2 separate regions of the Pan troglodytes genome follow, and region 1 is linked to region 2. The links are chromatin contacts, called in public Hi-C maps. All regions are on one chromosome and are shown on one strand. The core of a region is the stretch at or near the end of the contact, and the rest is flanking DNA. Distances in the headings are between cores, read along the strand shown.

Evidence for each region. Hi-C and Micro-C count contacts between places; a contact is called where the count stands out from the background.
Region 1: a contact with region 2 is called in a Hi-C map of induced pluripotent stem cells, with 1.7 times the contacts expected there. The contact joins the promoter of LOC743172 here to the promoter of MICOS10 in region 2. A contact is called at or near these places in 2 of 7 Hi-C or Micro-C datasets (induced pluripotent stem cells and stem cell-derived neural progenitor cells), 1 of 1 datasets of contacts at active chromatin or transcription factors (stem cell-derived excitatory neurons) and 1 of 1 other capture datasets (stem cell-derived neural stem cells).

The regions. Positions count from the first base shown.
Region 1 is chr1:211,842,937-211,850,177 of NHGRI_mPanTro3-v2.0_pri, forward strand. It overlaps LOC743172, which reads left to right and starts at 3,148. Exons shown (of 1, transcript XM_054680200.2): 1 at 3,148-5,766. The coding sequence starts at 3,268. The coding sequence ends at 4,308. It overlaps CAPZB (capping actin protein of muscle Z-line subunit beta), which reads left to right. Exons shown (of 9, transcript XM_003307839.6): 6 at 295-411.
Region 2 is chr1:211,601,893-211,608,873 of NHGRI_mPanTro3-v2.0_pri, forward strand. It overlaps MICOS10 (mitochondrial contact site and cristae organizing system subunit 10), which reads right to left and starts at 4,765. Exons shown (of 4, transcript XM_009449727.4): 1 at 4,587-4,765. The coding sequence starts at 4,650.

The DNA of each region.
Region 1 (7,241 bases), core at 1,898-4,397, 240 kb after region 2:
CCAAAAACACAAAAAACATTAGCCAGGCGTGGTGGTGGGCGCCCATAATCCCAGCTACTTGGGAGGCTGAGGCAGGAGAATCGCTTGAACCTGGGAGGTGGAGGCTGCAGTGACTTGAGATCGCACCACTGCACTCCAGCCTGGGTGACAGAGCGAGACTTTGTCTCCAATTTAAAAAAAAAAAGGTAATATTGTGATAATGACCTAGGAAGGGAGATGTTAGGATGACCCTGAATTCAAGGGGCCACTTCAGGCTCTCCCTCAGCTCAACAGATCTCTGTCTTGTCCTTCCAGGAGAAATCCAGCGGTCGCACCGCCCATTACAAGTTGACCTCCACGGTGATGCTGTGGCTGCAGACCAACAAATCTGGCTCTGGCACCATGAACCTCGGAGGCAGCCTTACCAGACAGGTAGAGTTACCCGCTCATAGCCACTTGCCAGTGCCCACAGGTGCTGGCCTCAGTGCTGACCTGCAGAGATGAGTGAGCAGGTGCCCCATTTAGGGTAAGCATGTTCAGCCAGCTATAAATCCACCATCTAAGTAGGGCTTTGCATTTTCAAATAAAAGCTCTCTGGGCCTGCAAGGTTGCTCACAGCTGCTGGCACTCTGCTGGCCTCCTGCTGAGGGAGGCCAGGCGCTGGCCGTGGCTCCTCCTTACCCCTCAGGGCCCCGCACATCCCCATGCTTCAGCTCATGTTTTGCTGTGAGAAGTGGTGCTTGGCCCTGTTTGCCGTCTCTGTGGCCATGCCCAGCCCATCAGTCAGGCCAGCTCTCTGGGAGCAGCTTACCTGAGCTCAGAGTGTCTGCACCTTGCTGCCCTCAGCGTAGTCCAAGGACCAGCATCAGCATCACCAAAGAGCTTGGCAGAAAGGCAGAAATATCAGGTCCCACCCAGACCTAGCATATCAGGATCTCTATTTTCACAAAATTGCCCAGGTAATGTGTGCACATTGAAATTTCAGAAGTGCCCTACTGGATACCTCTCTCTTATCCATCTTTTGTTTGTGTATCACTAGCAACCCTTCTCCACGACGTTGTTCCTAGGTTCTGTCTAAGGCAAACTTGGACTTGGACTGGAAGGTACTGCCTCCCCTGAGCAAACTTGTCTGCCTTTCTACCTTAGATGCTCCCATAAGCATCTGGGTGGGTTTAAGAACCTTGTATAAAGGTCCATGTTCCGGACCCTTTACATTCCCATCCCAAGAGAAGGCCTTAATCTTGTGCTAGTGCAGTGCCACAAGATGCTTGGCGTAAAGGGGGAAGAGAAAGCATAGACCAAGCACAACTGGGTTTCACAAGGACCCCTCTTTGCCTTCGGAGAAGTCGGTATTGGCAGAAACGGCACAGCCTTGAGAGCCTCAGCGGGGCGCCACTTTCTGCAAGGATGCCCTTCCGTTCTCGGTTCCAGCAGTCCCTGACTGTCCACTGTGAGAATTCCTTTTAACATCAGAGATCTGTTTCGGTAAGATAATTATGCTCTCAATAGCTGTGGATAGAAAAAATATGACCGAAAGGATCGATGCAGTAAAATTTTTTTTTTTTTTTTTTTTTTTTGAGACAGAGTCTCGCTCTGTCACCCAAGCTGGAGTACAGTGGTGTGATCTCGGTTCACTGCAATCTCTGCCTCCCGGGTTCAAGCGATTCTCCTGCCTCAGCCTCCCGAGTAGCTGGGATTACAGGCATGCACCACCACGCCCAGCTCATTTTTTGTATTTTTAGTAGAGATGGGATTTCACCATGTTGGCCAGGCTGGTCTCGAACTCCTGACCTCAAGTGATCCGCCCACCTCGGTCTCCCAAAGTGTTGGGATTACAGGCATAAGCCACCACACCCGGCCCAGTGTAGTAAATCTTTTAAGTGAATTTGCATTCTACTAGTTACAACAACATCTACATGCATTGAAAAAATAGTGGCGCAAGGTGAATGTCAGCCGTCATACCTGGGACCCTCCCTCCACCTATAGAAGCTCCACTGCCTCTCCTGTGTCAGAGGGGCTGGAGGCCAGAAGGGATATTGCGGTCCTCTTTTTGGCCTCTGGGCAGGGATGTCACAGTCCCATCCCAGGACTACTCACTAGTGCACACGGGGGGCACTTAGCCTTTTTGCGTGGAAGTGGACTCCTATCTTCCAGGGGCCATTGGCTAGGGAGGAACAGCCAAACCCCCAGGCAGCCAGCTCCCCTGCAGCCTGACTCTCCCACATCCTGCCACCTGGGGACTGGGTGGAAAATCCTGAATCTGTATCCAGAGACTGCTTCCTGTATCACTTACCACTCCAGGCTGTTGATAATTCCACCCGGTTTACAGTGACCTGGACAAATATTTAATCCTCAGCCCTCCTAATAGTTTAAATCAGAGCTGTCAGCCCATGGCCAGAGTCTGGTTCCGGCTTGCCATGAGCAGTGTCTCCTGCCAAGCTAAACCCAGGCCTGATGAGTGCCTGTCCTCAGCACACCTTGGCCAGGGCTTCGGACTTGGTTCGCGTTGCCTTTTGCTCTGGGGGCTTTAATGAGGAAATTAATGCTCTGCCATCATTCTAACGGCCGATCACCACATCATTCATTTGAGGTGCATTAAAGCTGGGGCTGGGTTCCGATGTAAGTAACTACAGAAGGAGGAGGGATTGCAATGAGGTAGACAAATCTAAGTTAATGATGCACAGCTTCTGAGCAAACAGGGGAAGTGAGGGTTGCAGAGCTTGGCTACGGGTCCCAGAGGAGCCTTGGAAAAACGCCTGTGCTTGTTTGGATGGGAGACGAAGGGTTCTGGGAGAAGTGAGCAGATCAGTGAGCATGAACATGCATGGTTTGCAGGCTCTCCCCTTGGATTAGATTGTAACCAAGGTCAAGTTATTCTCATTTAACAGGTGAGGAAACTGAAGTTCAAACTTAAATAATTTGCCCATATAATTTAACCAGTAAGAAGCAAAGCTGGGATGTGAACCCAGATTTGCCTGGTGAGAAAAAAATATGCTACTTTATACCACGCCACAACTGTTTTGGTCTTAATTCGTCCTCTGTGCCTGCCATTCGGTGACTGCTAAATAGTCAGATGGAAGTGCATGGAGCAGTCAGCTCAGTGTAGACAGGACTCTGTCTCAGCAGCCGGCATGAGCAGCTGCAGTGGACCTGTAGCCTCAGGAGCAAGCAGGCCCCGCAAGCAGGATCAACCCTGCAGAGCCGCACACGGGGTCAAGGCTCCCCAGGTGTGTGCTGAGCAGCGCTGCCCTCTGGGCCCCTCCCGCAGGTGTGCCTTTGTCTTTCAGGATGATCTCCTGCTGGAAGCCACTTGGCCACTGGGGTGTGTTCACTACTAGAGGCTGTCAGGAGGGCTTTGAGGTTTCTAGGGAGTCCAATGATCTGATTGGATCTGTGTTTTCAGAAGGTGGCTCTGCCAGTGGGCTTGGGGGATGGGTGGTCAGGGGGAAGCTGTTACAGTCATCAAGGAGAGAGATGACAAGGGCCTGGATCAGGCAGCCCTGGGAGGGTCAGAGGGGACAGCCCTGCAGCAGAGAGGTCAGTGAAGAAGCTAGTGTCAGTCTGAGGCATGAGGTGGCAAGGGCAGAAACAGAAGGGCAGGGGAAGAAGGGCAGGCTGGGAGGCATTCTGGAGTGGAGTGGTCAGGGGCTGGACGACCAAGATATGAGATGGGGGTCAGATGAGAGCCCCTCACTCGAGTTCCTCCTTACACAGTCCTTACAGCAACCTGGGCCTGGGTTTTTCCTCTGGAAACCTGGCCTCATCCAGGTCACCCACGCTCACATGCCCTTGCCCCACGTGTGTCAGGAAGGAAGGCTGCTTGGTTTTGGAGCTGTCTCCCCAGGCCCACAGTGCCAGGCCCTAGCCCCAAGAGCCATCCCAGCCAGCATCAGCACCCTCAGCAAGGCCCCATGGGTCCTCAGCTTTCCCAGGGTCCTGTGGCCCAGCCTGCCTCACCCCGGCAGCAGCGGCAGCTGCCCTTCCCTGTGTGTGGCCCCGGGCGCACCCTTGTCTTCCTGTTTCCCACGGCCCATCTGGAGAAGGCCGCCAGCTTTGGCTTGCTGGCACCTCGCAGGGGTCCCTTCCGTGGGCACATCAGGCTATGCCCTGTGCCCACTCGTGTCCCAGTGTAGGCGGCTGGTGGTAGGCCAGTGGCCGGGGCAGAGCGCCACTCTCCTGGGCATGTGGCCTGCCAGCCAGCCAGAACACAGCCAGACCAGGCGATGCTGCCTCCACCTAGCCCTGCCTCCATCATTTTCGGCTTTTATTTCTCCCACCTCCAACCACCAAAAGATGTTTCTCAGGGACGTCAACTGGAAGACAAGGTAAACAGCTAAAGTCTTCTGGCAAATTCCCGCAGCAGTGAGGCTGTCGGAGTGAAGGTGAGCCGCAGGCCGGCCGGATCATACCTTCCTGCCCAGGCTTGTGGATGTGTGTGAGGAGAGGCGGGCAGAAGGTACCCTCTGACACACTGCCACGTGGCCCCCCATGGGAGGGTTGTAGAGCAAGTGAAAAAAGGTTGCAAGCCCCAAGTTCCAAAATGTTGAAAAGGAAGTTGTACTGAGAGGTCACTTCTCCTGTGTGACAGCAGAGACGTGGGAAAGAGGCGAGATTGTAAATGTCTGGAAAGAGATCCAAGGTTTCCCATCCGGGGAAGGGCCCTGCAGATGTTCGTTTGATATTTTCTCAGCTTCTAAATATTTAGAAATGAAGGTGGAATGTTTTGTTGAGTGGGGAGATCAGGCAGGTCATTGGCTAGTGAGCAGTCTCTCCCCACTCAGCAGTAGACACCCCCAATATATCTTCAGGCAGTAAATCCCCAGTAGAGGCACTTGCCTGTGTATCCTAGCAGGAACATCCTCTTTGACTTGCGTTTGGCAGTTAGGCCAGGCAGTATATTTTTGTCACAGGGAAGAAGCCCATTGCCCTTCCAGATGCAGGGAACAAAGGGTGGGCCGGGCCCAGCTTGGCAGTTCCAGGAGTGCACGCTCGCTGGGGAGGCCTGGCTGCAGCTGCACACACGCTCCTCGTGTCCTGTGGGGTTGCCTGGGTTCAGGGGTGGAGATGCTTGAGCAGCGCAGCTTCAAGGGGCGGCTGGGTTTTTGCCAGATGACCTGGGGTGGAGTGACCAGTGCCTGGCTGAGAAGGAAAGCTGGCCTGAGACAGGCTCCCCACAACCATCCCGTGCTGTGAAGGGCGGAAACAGGAGACGAAGGGACTGGAGATCCCTGGCAGGAGGCGGCTGAGGCAGGGATGGACCCTGCTCAGGTTTTCTGAGCCCTGGATTGTGGTTTGTCCTTCAGTTTTCTGGTAAAGGATGTATATGAAATTGAGCCAGCAGAGAGATCTCATAAAAGGAAGCAGGTTTCAGAATCACCCAGACCTTGATTCAGATCCTAGCTCAGGAACTTTCCAGCTGTGTGACCTAGACAGACCGCCACCTCTTTGAACTCAGTGTTGATAATGCCCATTTTGAAAGATAATAGTTCCAGCACTTTGAGAGGCTGAGGCAAGAAGATTGCTTGGCCAGGGGTTCGAGACCAACCTGGGCAACAGTTGCACTGCCCCCCCACCCCTTCACCCCTCCCAACAAAACAAAAAGTTACCTGGGTAGGGTGGCATCTGTGGTCCTAGCTTCTTGGGAGTCTGAGATGGGAGGATCACTTGAGCCCAGGAGTTTGAGGTTATAGTGAGCTATGATTGCACCATTGCATTCCAGCCTGGGCAGCAGAGCAAGACCCTGTCTCTAAAAAACATAATAAACAAATGTTATTTAAAAAAAAAAAATGGAAAGATCGGGCGCAGTGGCTCATGCCTGTAATCCCAGCACTTTGGGAGGCCAAGGCAGGTGGATCACGAGGTCAGGAGTTCGAGATCAGCCTGACCAACACGGTGAAACCCCGTCTGTACTAAAAATACAAAAATTAGCTGGGTGTGGTGGCATGCACCTGTAATCTCAGCTACTCAGGAGGCTGAGGCAGGAGAATCGCTTGAACCCAGGAGGCAGAGGTTGCAGTGAGCCAAGATCGCGCCATTGCACTCCAGCCTGAGCGACAGAGCAAGACTCCACCTCAAAAAAAAAAAAAAAAAAAGGAAAGATCATTGTAGAGTAGAAACAAAAAACTGTTTTACACACAGTTTTATGCTCAATAAATAATAACTTTTGCCAGGCGCGATGGCTCATGCCTGTAATCCCAACACTGGGAGGCCAAGGCAGGCAGATCACTTGCGCTCGAGAGTTTGAGACCAGCCTGGGCAACAAAGTAAGACCCCATCTCTCTACAAAAAATACAAAAATTAGCCAGGTGAGGCAGCAGTGTGCCTGTAGTCCCAGCTATTCAGGAGGCTGAGGTGGGAGGATGGCCTGAACCTGGGAGGCCGAGGTTGCAGTGAGCTGTGGTGACAACACTGTGCTCCAGCCTGGGCAACACAGCCAGACCCTGTCTCAAAAATAAAAATAAAAACAATAACTTTTACTGCTACTACCATATATCTTGCAAGGAGAGGCTTTTTGAATATGTACAATTCTAGATTCAAAATTTTCCTAAACTGGGCAACCGTAACTTTCCCCGGGAGGCCGTCTGACCACCTTCTTCTGGCCTGGCTGCATGCCGGGTCCTGACCTCCAACCCACAGCACAGTGTGGTGACCAGGAGGATGCCAGAGGCCAGAAGAGTGCTGGGGATGGAGCTGTGCTTTGACAATCGGTGAGAGCTGCCATTCTGGCAAGTCCTGCTCTAGGCCTTTTGTGTACATTTGTTTATTTAGTGCGAGGTGAAGGCAAAGAAATGGAGGCCTAGACAAGCCCAGGCCCTTTCCTCTCGGGCTGCGGCACAGGAGCTGCGGGGCCTCAGCGCTGGTGAGTGGGGCCCATGCCTTAGGGCCACGCCCTGCGGGTCGCGCTAGAAGATCCCGCGTGGCAGTGGGAGGTGTAATATATCCCCTCTGGGGGAAAGGCTGCCAGCTTCCAAACACTTGCCTGTGTTAGGGCCATGGGGAGGAGGAGAGGCGCCTGCTGGGGACACACGGGCCAGGCTCCGGCTTCAGACGCCATTGGAACCACCTTGTGGAACATCTGCAGCCACAACACATAAAAATGTTTTCCTTCCGGCAGCCACTTTTATAAGGATGTAATAATATATGCAGTGCACAAATGGTTCTATTTTTGGTGGGTCGGTATTGCCACCGAGCCGACCCTGACCAGGTGTGGAGGGGAGTGAGCAGGGGCGGGCAAGGGGGCTGTGGAAATATGGCCGGGTGCA
Region 2 (6,981 bases), core at 3,515-6,014:
ACTAGAAATCACCTATTCTTCCACACTATTTGATACAAAATAAATAGAGGTTTTAAAACCCGAATAAGCAGGTAAAATATAACTGCTTTTCTTTTTTTTCCTTTTTCTTTTCTTTCTTTTTTTTTTTTTTTTTTTGAGAAAGGGTCTTGCTCTGTCATCCGGGCTGGAGTGCAGTGGTGCGATCACAGCACACTGCAGCCTCAACCTCTAGGCTCAAGAGATCCTCCTACCTCAGCCTCCCAAGTAGCTGGTACCACAGGCGTATGCCACCACACCCAGCTAATATATATATTTTTTGCTGCAATGGGTCTAACTATGTTGCCCAGGCTGGTCTCGACCTCTTGGGCTCAAGTGATCCTCCCACCTTAGACTCCCAAAGTGCTGGGATTACAGGCATGAGCCACTGTGCCTGGCCTAGAACTCCTTTTCTTAAGATAGTAATGGGGGCAAGGGTATTTATAAATAAATGTCTCTTCCTACAGGACAAAATCATATGATAATTTTCTATTAAGATATTATTCAAGCCTCAGGGTGAAAAGATCCTTGAAGATTACTTTTTTAAAGGACCACTGCCTAAAGTACAGGCTTAAGAAAGCTATTTAACTCAGCTATACAACACCTATGCTAAACACGAGTGATTATAATAGTCATCTTACAGCAAACAGGTGGGAAAATAACCCTGGTGAACCCTGGAAGCAAAACACTTTAGGTATAAGACAACCAAACAGAGAAGGACTCACAGAAGTTGCTGTGCATTCACCATGGCTTCCCTTCAGTCTTTGCCAAGCCAGAGTATGAAATTATCAAGATGGACCAGGTGTGGTGGCTCATGCCTGTAATCCTGGCACGTTGGGAGGCCAAGGTAGGTGGATCGTTTGGACCCTGAGTTCAAGACCAGCCTGGGCAACATGGTGAAACCCCATCTCTACAAAAAATACAAAAGTTAGATGGGTATGGTGGTGCGTACCCACAGTCCCAGCTACTCAGGAGGCTGAGGTGGGAGGATCGCCTGAGCTCTGGAGGTCAAGGCTGTGGTGAGCTGTGATTGCACCACTGCACTCCAGACTGGGTGACAGAGTGAGACCTTGTCTTAAAAACAACAAAAACCCACAGTGAAATTATCAAGATGGAGCTGAAAGCCTGCATTGGCCTTTTCTTCCTGTCTATGTCTTCCACCAAACCTCTTACCTATCTTATGACAGGCTGCCATTCCCCGAGTCTCCATCTCCATTTTGAAATACCAGAAAAGCAAGCAGCCAATGAGGTTTAAAGAGTTCCAGAACCTCACTACCCAGAGAAAACAGGAAGCAACACGCTCACTATAGAAGAGCGTACACCTTCATGGTTTCAAAGACAACTCAGACTAAAGCCTCCCTTACTTCTTCTCTCTTCCGCCCTCTCTCTCAGCCCATCACCAACAGGACAACTCCCTTATTTCACAGATGGGAAAAAGTTTGAAATTTCTCAAATATGCCCATTTATTCCAGTCTAACAGGTCAGACTTTTATCACCTCACAATTACAGTACTGCTAGTTTCCTCTGCTCCAAATTCATTCTGCCAGAACAATCATACTAAAATTTCATTTACTAGGTTGGTGCAAAAGTAACTGTGGTCTTTGCCAATTTTTTTTTTTAATGGCAACCTAATATATTACGTCAATTCCCTGTTGAGGGCAGTGAAATGTCTTATGCTTCTCTATTTGCCCGCTGACTGACCCACAGCTCAATAAATATTTGTTGCTTGAAACCATCCCATGATTACCCACCAGCCTATGCCTAGTGAGCCCTGGAAGCAATAGATTTTTAAGGCAGAGGTGTTGAATATGCAGAAAGCATGTGAAAAAGTCAACAGGCAACTCAAAACACCTCCAAGATAAAATGGAATCTCTCTAAGACATTTCACAGTTCTGACTCCACCTAAACCAGCCTCTTTGCACTGAAATTAGGATGCCTGGGTTCTAATCCCAGCTCCTCCACTTCTGGCTATTTAACCTCTCTGCGCTTCGATTTACTCCTCATAAAAATCCAACTTGACCTTTGCTTAAGTTCTTCTTCCATCCTACCTGACTATTCAATCCCAAGCCATTCTACAAAGGTCAGTTGAAGGCCCTTCCACACTCTTATTGAATGACCTCAGCCCATCCCTTCAGTCACTTAATATACAACCCTACAGCAAAAGAGTCTGAATCACTCATTTTAACTTATACCTGAGATCGTACATCACCTTGCCTCATTTAATTACTCCACATGTATATGCTGCACCCCTATCAACGTTCTACGCATGAGAGACAGAGTGACACTATTCACTGCCTCACGTGGTCTTCAGTAGCACAATAATATTAATATCAACAACTATTGGCTGGGCGCAGTGGCTCAAGCTTGTAATGCCAGCACTTTGGGAGGCTGAGGAGGATGGATCACTTAAGCCCAGAAGTTTGAGACCGGCCTGAGGAATATGGCAAAACACCGTCTCTACCAAAAAATACAAAAATAGTTGAGCATGGTGGCACACACCTATAGTCCCAGCTACTCAGGAGGCTGAGGTGGGAGGATCACTTGAGCCCAAGGAGACAGAAGTTGCAGTAAGCCGAGATCCCACCACTACACTCCAGCCTGGGTGACAGAGCGAGACCCTATTTCAAAAAATAAAAAACAACTACTATGAGTGTGGCACATGCCTGTAATCCTGGCATTTTGGGAGGCTGAGGCAGGAGGATCGCTTGAGCCCAGGAGTTAAGAGACCAACCTGGGCAACATAGGGAGACCCTGCCTGTATAAAAAAAATAAGTTAATTAAAAATAAATATAAATAAAATACATTAAAAAATTTTAAAAGCCAGTTATTATGACTACCATTACTGTATACATAAAGCACCAGGCACTGTGCTAAGTAGTTTATGTATTTTTCTGTCCTTTACTTTTTTTAATACTTTCAGGTAAATCTCTTTTGATCACCATTTCGTAGTTGAGAAAGAGACTTTACCCAAAGCTACAAAATTAGTAAGGATGGGCGAGAAGACTGAGAGTGGATGATTCGAACTCAGCTCTGTCTACCTCCAAAGCCCCTTCTTCTTTTTTTTTTTTTAAGGGAAGGGTCTCACTTTGTTTCCCAGGCTGGTCTCCAACTCCTGATCTCAGGCGATCCTCCCGCCTCGGCCTCCCAAAGTGCTGGGATTACAGGCCTGAGCCACTTCGCCCAGCTCAAAGCTCTTTCTTAACTATATGACATTGCCTAGTAACTACTTTGGTCATTTCATAGCTAGGTGTTAAGTCTTCTCTCTGAACTGCAAGCTGTTAACAGTAACAAAACAAAAGTGACTGTTTAGTCGCTTCCAAAATAACCCATTCCTAAGTGATCCATATTCAAGCCTTTACACAAACTAACTCATTTAATCCTCCCAACGACTCTATGAGATAGTAATAATTATTACTGCCGATTTCCAAATAGGAATCAGGCACAGAAAAGTTAAATAACTTGCCCCAAATCACTTGACTGTAAGTGCTGAATTCAGAGGTGAAATGGTAACTGATAAACTGTTTCATTTATTTACTCACTCTCAACAATTTTTATTAAGCACTCTTTTAGGGGCTGCGGATGGGGCAGTGACTAAACCAGAAAACATCCCTGCTCTCATGGAGCTTACAATCTTATTCCTCAATGTTTTCATTCAAAGACACGATCCTAAATCCTCTTAAATACCCTAACATTACCACACAAAAATATCACATTTGGGTAACAAAAATTAGCATCGAAGAAGGAACATGGGACTTGACCCCAGAAAACCTGGGTAAAATCCCTAATTTTGCCATTTGTTAGCTGTGACCGTGGGCAAATTCCTTCACCTGACTCTCCATTTCACGGCCTGTAAAAAGATTATTTCGCACAATGAAGACAATATACGCTCAATAAACGAGTTTCCTTTCTCCTCCCCACCATACAGTGACTTCATAATTTGTGCCGTCACTGAGCACGTGTTAAAGGACTACGCAGAAAAACTTAACGTGAACAACTTCTTACTTTCCAGCGCAATTCTCATTCCAGATCATCACCCCTCTAAGTTCAGGCCCCAGACTACTCTGATTCAAATAAATCAGGTGGCAAGTCGGGAATGACAGCAACTCGCATCAGGGCCTGGCGGTGTCTATGAAATGCTCCAGGTGACCTTCTCCAGAAGGCACTTTGGTTTCCGCCGGGGAGCAGCGTGGCCTCCTGAGCCGGTTCCCCGCCGCGTGCCGGGGGATGCACCACCCGGGAGGAGAACCCCGCGGCTCCGGCACGAGGGTGTGCCCCGACACTGTCTTCCACTCAAGAGCTCTGCGACTCTCCTGCCACCTGCCAACCCCGACCACCTCCTCCGGGCTGCAACTCCACCCCGCACACGGGCTGCTGCTCCGGCTCCTCGGGTCTGTGCCCGCCGCCCGAGTGACCTCCCGCCGGGGCCCGGGCGGCTCGCCCTGGCCGGAGGGGCCGGAAAAGGCCGAGAGGCCTGACCTCCCATGGGGCTTCCCTTCCTTCCTCCTGGGCAGCGCAGCCTGGAGCCAGCAGCTCTGCACCGGCCGGGCCTGCTGGGGCGAAAAGCCCCTTACCTATCTTCACGACCGCATCCGCCAGGCACCGGTCCCACTTCCTGCCGAGCTCCGACTCAGACATGTTCCCCACCCGCGCCTCCAGCTTTCCTCTCGGCCGGCCCCCGCGCTCCGACCCCTGAAAGTCTCGCGAGAGCTGGAAAGAAGTCCCAGGTCAGGAAGGCCGGCGCAGACGCTCCAGATATCGCGAGATGATCCGCTGCTTCCATCCCTTCCGGTTTTTTCAGTTGGTCGTCAAGGTGACGAGTTGCCTGGAGGCTCGAGGTGACCCTGACCTTGGGGCTGCGCCTATGGGTTGCGAGGCTGACAGTTTCCTAGGCGTCACCCCAAGCCGTGACCAGGCCTTTCCTCCGCACCAAAGTGCGACATTGGCCCTGGAAATCCCCCGGGCAAGAGAGGGTACAGACTTGATTTATTCATTCATTAACGTACTCACCTTCACTTTCCCTACTCACTCTCTCATTCGTTCACTGGTTTCTTGCATTGGAATTCCCGCCTGAACCACTAACACCGAAACTGCTCTGGGAAAGATTACCTACCGCCAAATCAAATGGACGCTTTTCTGACCTCTGTACCGCATTCCACACAATTTTCCCTCCCTCTGATCCTCCCTGGCTCCTCTATTCGTTTCACTCCCGGTAACGCCACTCTTTCCTCTTCTCCCCATCTGCTGTTGTCTGTTGGTTTCCTCCAGGGCGGCCTTTTCTCTGCCAGCTGTTTAAGGACTGTTGGTTCGCAAGCTTCCATCAATTCTCTTTTCACTGTACAGACTCTCCCTGAGTAATTGCAAACACTGCCAAATTATATCTCCAGGTAAAACGTCTACCTCAGGCCTCCTATCCATGTATATATTTACACACCCACCCACACACACACACACACACATACACATACATACACAGGGTGCCCTCTGTATCTGTGGGTTTTGCATCCATGGATTTAACCAACCATGGACCAGAAACATTTTTGAATCAAATAAAAAATAATGCAAAATTTAAAATACAGTACAACTATTTACCTAGGATTTACATTGTATTAGGTATTATAAGTAACCTAGAGATGATTTAAAGTATATGGGAGCCAGCACAGTGGCATGCGACCGTAGTCCCAGCTACTTGGGAGGCTGAGATGGGAGGATTGCTTGAGACTAGGAGTTCGACTTCATCTCTTAAAAAAAAAAAATTTTAAAAAAGGATATGTGAGCATGTGTGTAGGTTGTATGCAAATACCACGCCATTTTATATATGGGACTTGAGCATCCTGCATTTTGGTAACTGCGAGATCCTGAAACCAAATGCCCACAGCTATCAAGAGAGATTGTATATCCAGCCTACTGGCTAGTGTCATTGATTTTAGTCTTCCATCCTACCAACAAATAGAAATCTGACCACGTTATGCCTCTGATTAGAAGCTGTCAATGAAGGCCGAGAGCAGTGGCTCACACCTGTAATCCCAACACTCTGGGAGGCTGAGGCGGGAGGATTGTTTGAGGCCAGTAGTTCAGGACCAGCCTAGGCAGCATAGTGAGATTCCTGTCTCTACAAAAAATTTAAAAAATTAGCCAGGCTAATGTGATGTGTGCCTTTAGTCCCAGCTACTTAGGAGGCTGAGGTGGGAGGATCACTTGAGCCTGGGAAGTGGAGGCTACACTGAGCCATGTTCATGCCACTGCACTCCAGCCTGGGCATCAGAGTGATACCCTATCACAAAAGAAAAAAAAAAAAAAGCTGTCAATGACTCCCATTCATACACTGGATCTATCCAAGCTTCAACACTGCACTGATTCTAGGAAGCCTAGTCAGATAGAGCTTAGAGCTGCCTTCCCCTTCTCATTGTCCCACTACTCTGCCTACCCACATTGATTTCTCTATCTAGTACTGAAACATCTGGTTGTAGATATTATCTGCTAGTAGAACTAGAAGTTGCCCCTTCGTCTTCCTACTTCCAGTCAGAGCACAATGCCTTGGATAGTAGGGTCTTCTATGAAATATTTGTTGAACTGAATTGAATTTATTCACCTATTTATTTGTTTATTTATTTATTGAGAGAGAGTCGCGCTCTGTCACCCAGGCTGGAGTGCAGTGGCGCGATCTCGGCTCACTGCAACCTCTGCCTACTGGGTTCGAGCAATTCTTCTGCCTCAGCCTCCAAAATAGCTGGGATTACAGGCGCCCACCACCACGCCTGGCTAACTTTTTGTATTTTTTTAGTAGAGATGGGGTTTCGCCATATTGGCCAGGCTGGTTTCAAACTCCTGAGCTCAAGTGATCCACCCACCTTGGCCTCCCAAAGTGCTGGGATTACAGGCATCGTTCAACTATTTATTTGCAACTATGACAGCAAAACTCTGTTGTATCAGATCTTGCTACGACAGCCTCTTCCTTCAAGATAACTT